Linked DNA regions of Hordeum vulgare: region 1 is linked to region 2. The links are chromatin contacts, called in public Hi-C maps. All regions are on one chromosome and are shown on one strand. Each heading gives the region's core, a stretch centred on a gene start, on an enhancer-like site or on the middle of the called end of the contact. The rest is flanking DNA. Distances are from core to core; before and after follow the strand shown.

Region 1 (3,268 bases), core at 535-3,034, 520 kb after region 2:
CCGCTGTCCTATAGAACTTGCCTTTTAGCTTTTGTGGCACCCTCTTGTCATAGAGAATGCCAGAAGCTTGACGCCACTTCATCCATCCGGATTTAATTCGATGGTTCACATCTTCATCAACATCCTCATCCTTCTGCAACATTGACCCCAAATATGAAAAGGTGTCCTTCTGAGGCACCACCTGACCATCAAGGCTAACATCCTCCTCCTCCTCGTGCATTGTAGTACTGAAAGTGCACCTCATGTACTCAGTTTTAGTTCTACTAAGTCTAAAACCTTTCGATTCCAAGGTTTGCCTCCATAACTCCAACTTCCTGTTGACCCCCGTCCAACTATCATCGACTAGCACCACATCGTCCGCAAAGAGCATACACCATGAGATATCTCTCCTTGTATATCCCTTGTGACCTCATCCATCACCAAGGCAAAAATATAAGGGCTCAAAGCTGACCCCTGATGCAGTCCTATCTTAATGGGGAAGTCATCAGTGTCGCCATCACTTGTTCGAACACTTGCCACAACATTATCGTACATGTCCTTGATGAGGGTAATGTACTTTGCTGGGACTTTGTGTTTCTCCAAGGCCCACCACATAACATTCCGCGGTATTTTGTCATAGGCCTGCTCCAAGTCAATGAACACCATATGCAGGTCCTTCTTTTGCTCCCTATATCTCTCCATAAGTTGTCGTACCAAGAGAATGGCTTCCATGGTCGACCTCCCAGGCATGAAACCAAACTGATTTTTGGTCACGCTTGTCATTCTTCTTAAGCGGTGCTTAATGAATCTCTCGCATAGCTTCATTGTATGGCTCATCAGTTTAATTCCACGGTAATTAGTACAACTCTGAACATCCCCCTTGTTCTTGAAGACTGGTACTAATATACTCCATCTCCATTCTTCTGGCATCTTGTTTGCCCGAAAAATGACAAAGAAACTAACATTGCCAAGAATTAGTAAAAGAGGGCTAAAATTAGCTAGATATCGACTTTCACTCTGTCATGGTGGGTTAGATATTTGACAGACTTGGTTGCATTGATACTACGTTCTATAGAGGAAAGGCCAATGATCGCAGTAGTCAGCACGTTCTAGGATATCCTAGCTGACAGAATAAGTAATGTTTGGGTGTGGCAGATGCGTATGGCCACTGATTGTTTCACTCCTACAGGTCCAAGCAACCAGTTTCTTCACCGCATTTTTAATGGTTTTGCCATAGTTTAGCAGAAAAAATGTTTTAAATTTCAGCTCTGAACCAAACATGTTGAAATGTTAAAGCTGCCAGTAATTGACCCGGCTGAATCCAACAAGATCACAAATTTTAACAATGTCACCTTCTCAATTTGGCTACCTTATTGTGACTATTTCTCATATTGCCGGCCTGAAGCAGTCCAGTTCTAGCTTAGCTAGGTGATTTGGGACAAGCAAATTGGGTAATTCCATTGGCTCTCAACAGTAATTCTATTTCCGGCAAAACAAAAAGCCCTTGCCTTTTATAGAAGCATTGGACCAAAATATTGGCCATGAACATGACATTATTACTGATACCACTCAGTTACAAAAACCGGAGTGAAGTACTGTAGCTCCAAAAATCCATTTTTTTCATGACACTCCTGAAATAGTGGCTCGCACAATTTCCGCATTGATTGATTTGTAAACGAGTTGTAACTAGCTCAAGGACAAGGCCGCATTACTCTGGGCAGCTTACCCGCGAGAGATGCCGGAGGTCGCGGTCGCTGTCGACGTGCGCCCCGATGGCGCCGGCGGCGATCGCGCTCGCCGCCAGGCCCTGCGCGAACCCGGCCGCGGCGGACGCGAGGAGCCTCGCCGCGGAGGCCGCAGACGCCGCGGCTGCTGCGGGGCCGAGCGAGCCCCCGCAGCGGCCTCGGAGCGCGAGGGCGGCGACGGCCGCGCCGGTGCAGGCGGCGGCGGCGTTGAGCAGCGCCGAGCAGGCGGTGGACCACCGCACGGTGGCCAGCACGCCGGCGGGCATGACGAGGCGGGGGCGGAGGCGACGAGGTGGCGAGTGGTGGAGGCACACGAGGCCAGCACTAGGTGGGCAGCACCAGATGCCATTGGCGCTGCCTTTTTCTCTTATGACGAGGCGATTGCTGGAGCCTGGAGGCGGGGGAAGGGGACAGCGGGTGGGGCCCGGCGTCAGCGAGCGTGGGGTTTTGCGTAGGGTGGTGTCTGGTTGGCAGTTGAGCTGACCTCTTTATCTCGCTCTCTGCGCGCTCTCGTGCGGAAAGGTTCCGTGTACGAAATGGCATTATTTTATAGCATTGACACTTCGGTGTGCGACCCTCGCTGCACTGTGGGCCAGATGGCGTTTCTGCTCTCTGGGTCCCGCCTGTCATTGTGATTTAGTGGCGGAGGGCTACATACATCGAGGAAAAATTGGTTGCGGTTTATGGTTGGCAGGCCACGTGGGAAATTAATGGCGCGTTTTTTTCTAACACAATGCAGCGGGCATACATTCAATTTTATGAATATACACATCTGTACATTCTATCTCTATAAATATATTTAAAAGACTAAGTTGACATATCATCATATATGTACATTCTATCTCTATATAAACATTTTTAAAAGATCGAATCATCACCGTAGGTGGCTCGTCGTTGATGGAAGTGTTTCCTTCAACTAAACGCATATTCAAAAATTATAAAATAAATGTAAAAATAATGCAATCATCAGAACATGAACTTTGATGGATTAAGAATACCACCGTGAAAGATTAGAAGGTACTTATAGTACATCATGTACATGGTTCGCTCGGTCGCTCGAGGTGTTGGAGGTAGGTCAGCCAGGTCAATGCGTCGGATCCACCGCAACCACATGACGAACAACTACAGTTTAAGTGCGGAGCGGAAGGCAAATACTCGAGCAACCACATCCCGTAAAAGAGCGTGACCTGTAAAATGGGTTTACAGGTCGCTACAGAGCAATTTTGGAGGGCCATTTCGTGCGTCAAAGATCAGACCCCGTATATGAAACTGTAAAATTTGAAAATGGTTCGCGGAAAGCAACTACTACATCATTCATCAAACTATAACATTGTTCTTCATCAAACTACATCATTTCTTGATCAAACTACATAAGTTCTTCATACTACTACTAGGTAGGGGGGAGGATCCGTGGGCCGTGCAGCGTACCCGAGCCAATGCTATCAAAAATGACGAGTGCGGCGGCGACGACGCGGCGGAGGAGCCGGAGGAGCTCAGTCCTAATTGGAGTCGAGGTTGATCAAGATCTTGTACTGCTCGGCCTT
Region 2 (3,269 bases), core at 355-2,854:
AGTTGGCCGCTTCTTCTGGTCACGCCCTTCTATCAATGTTGCAACAAAATTGTGTTCTCCAGGTAGCACCTGTCAACGTGACAGTAGGAAATTCAGCTAGGGGAAAAACCCAGAGAATTCTCAGTATAGTTAATCAGAGAAGAATGTGAAACCTTGGTCTCGCAGGTAGTGATGTCGTGGTGAAACAATCCCCTCGCCTTGCGGTCATCCCACTGCAACAAACCATTCATCATTTCACAATACATTCAGTTTCCTTTCTGTTACAGTTATCAACAACATACAGAAGTGCAAACAGTACTAACCTCTTTAAAAAGCTTGTGGAGAAATGGGGACAAATTTGTTTCGAGCTCCTCCATACGAAAGCAGTTGGTTGAATCAAAACCGTTGCTGCACATGCCTGCTTCTGTTCCAACTGACAGCAGCGTCAGACCACACAAAAAACATCAGGCACCTATTCGTAGGAGATGATGCTAATAAATCCCAGTGCTAAGTGTTTCCACTTCCATCACGTCCAGTAGAACCAATTATAATTCAAGTAAATTGAACAACTTGATCTGAAACGATATTGCACTACTAGTTAGCAGTGGAGCAAGAACGTATGCAGTCCTAGTGCATAATTTCCAACATCAAGTGGTACAGGTCTAGTCCAAGACCACAGTCCAGATCAGCCCATTCGCATCTGCAGTGCACATTTGAGTTCAGCTGAAACGGGAGCTTCAGAGGCAACCCAGATATCAAATCGAATACGCAGAACATTCCCAAGTTTCAGCCTCAAGTGTATCCATTCCAGAGCATGGCGAATGGGGCGATCCACCGTCAGCGACAAGTCGCCAAGGCAACACCAACAGTATACATATAGTTGTCTCGTCTGAAGCACAAAAGGAGACATGAAGAACTTCAGACAGAGAAAGCGAGCTCGGAATACCTCGCAGACGCCGGTGGTGCGGGAAGCCGTTCCGGCGAATTCGCGACGCCGCGGGAGCAGCCGGCGTTGGCGCGAGCGAGAAAGGAAGGGGGGAGATGACGGGCATGTACAGAGACCTCCTGCTGTTGCTGGGAACGGACGCGGGCGCCGCAGCAATGGCGGCCCAAGAACTGGATCTCACTCAAAGCGAGCGAGCCTCTCCGAAGCTGATGGTTTGCGGCACAGCCCGTGGGAAACGACGGGAAATTCACGCGAATCCCACGTGGAGGAGGAGGGGAGCCGGATCTCGCTCGAGGGAGACGAATGTACTGGCCGGGTCGGGTCGGGCCGGGCCGGGCCGTATGGGTCAGTTTAGTTAGATCATTTCCCGCCTCTTGTTGGGCCTCCAATCCAGAGAACGCGGCCGTGCTGTTTGACTGTGCGTGGGCCTGCGGTTACACGGGAAGGGAAAGGAAATGGAGGTCGTACTACACTTCCGTGTGGACGTGGTCCACACAGGTCTCGGGCAGTTCGTCGACGCAGACAAGTGGGTCCCACCCACGCGTGGTCGTCGCGGGTCCCCATGGTGGTGTGCGGGCCAGTGCCCAGTAGTGGGGGTGGGGCGCTCGCTCGCGCTTCCCGTCGCCCGAGAACGGGGAGCAAAACAAAAGGAGGAGGAGGCGGCCGAAAACAACACTGAGCAGAGAAGAAAAAACCGAGCGCGTAAAACCCTAAACCCTAGCCCCCCTCCCTCCCCAAATCCTCCCCTCGCGGCTGCAGGGGACGGAGAACCACCGAGCGCGCCGACGGCAGCCATGGCGACCCTCCTGAGGCGCGCGTCGCTGCGGCGGGCCATCGCCTCCGCCGCCGCCTCCTGCCCCGAGGTCAAAACTCTCCCTGCCCCTGCCCTCTCCGCTGTGCGCTGTTTTCATTTTCGGGTGGGTTGGGGGTTGGGGGCGCGTAGCCACAGCGGACGAGCTCGATGCTTCCGCTGCAGTGATCGGAAGCCAGAGCCCTACTCTGGTCTCGGGGTTTGATCGGTTGCGTTCCTTTTTGGTGGGGGCCGATTTCTCCTGTTTTAATCTCGATTCCGCACCGTGCGAGCCTGTAAGCCCGCGTCAGTTTAGCGTATTTCACCAGATGGCGCAGTTTTAATCACCATCTTTTACCGATTTGTTTTAAGGTATGGTATTATCCCCTGTTTTGCGCTTACCGTTTGAAAAGGCAATTTGCCATAATATGTTCTCTGCTTTATTTAGGTTTACCAGTGATGCAATGCTGAAAATACATTTAACTGCTTTCGGAAGGCTAGATTAGTCCCACGCATTTTTCATCCTTGCAAGTCGTAGCAGTCTAGTTGGCCTGAAGAGTTTGTTTGCAGCGCCTTTATGGTATGCTGTTATCCACCAGGGATTAAATAAATTCAATGAAAGAAATGTATCACACATGATAAGGTTAAAAAGGAATTACTCAAGGAAACGTGATAGTGCACTAGAGTTCACCAAGTGTCTCTCCCTAATGGGCTATAAAAGGATGCTGATTTATGTGGGACACTTTCATGAGAATCAATGGTCTATGAACACTGGGACACTGATATGTTGTTGCTAATGCTTTACCATTTCTACAGAGCTATAGGCAGGTGATCTGTGGTTCTTCCTTTCATTGCCGAGATTTCGCATCTAAAGGTTGTACACATCGTTTCTTCTTATGTTCTTGCACATATTCTATCATATATTCTGAGCATTGCAATGTGTGGATCCATTTATAACCGCTTAATTTTGTTGTCCGAACTGATATTTGGACCTACGTATAATTTTAGGAAATTCAGTTGCATGATTACTTGTTTCTCTTCCATTATGCTTCATTGCTACCACCTAATGAATCATTTCCTAGTACTTCTTACTGTTGCCTGCACTGCATGATTTGCTCCAACTATGTTCCATTCGTACTACATACTGAATCATTTACTGATTCGCCTCTTGTTGTATGCTTAGCCAAAAAGAAGTCAAAGTCAAGTGGAACCGACTCCGGTGAGGAGAACATGTCAAAGAAAGACTTGGCTTTACATCAGGCCATTGATCAAATAACAACTTCGTTTGGAAAAGGAGCAATAATGTGGCTTGGCCGCTCTGAAGGTCATAGAGAAGTACCTGTTGTGTCTACCGGATCTTTCTCTTTGGATCTGGCACTGGGAATTGGTGGGCTTCCAAAGGTACACATTCCCATAAAGTTACAGATGTTCTTCAGAGCGGAAGGTCTTTGATGCTGATTAAGTTGCAATTTGTAATCTGCTTGGTACCACAAAATTGTTCATTTACATTTGACTTTAGTCAGTAGTCCTGTTTATAGTGTTATCTTTTAGCAA

Evidence for each region. A called contact is a pair of places that touch in the nucleus more often than the background predicts.
Region 1: a contact with region 2 is called in a Hi-C map of leaf, with 6 times the contacts expected there. The contact joins the promoter of LOC123445040 here to the promoter of LOC123445033 in region 2. A contact is called at or near these places in 2 of 6 Hi-C or Micro-C datasets (leaf and seedling).

What each region holds. Positions count from the first base shown.
Region 1 is chr3H:558,708,997-558,712,264 of MorexV3_pseudomolecules_assembly, forward strand. LOC123445040 reads right to left here and starts at 1,785. Exons shown (of 13, transcript XM_045121956.1): 1 at 1,706-1,785.
Region 2 is chr3H:558,186,820-558,190,088 of MorexV3_pseudomolecules_assembly, forward strand. LOC123445033 (DNA repair protein recA homolog 3, mitochondrial) reads left to right here and starts at 1,605. Exons shown (of 8, transcript XM_045121947.1): 1 at 1,605-1,788; 2 at 2,532-2,589; 3 at 2,899-3,116. The coding sequence starts at 1,720. LOC123445034 (GDP-L-galactose phosphorylase 1-like) reads right to left here and starts at 1,244. Exons shown (of 7, transcript XM_045121949.1): 1 at 926-1,244; 2 at 303-403; 3 at 153-212; 4 at 1-69. The coding sequence starts at 1,031.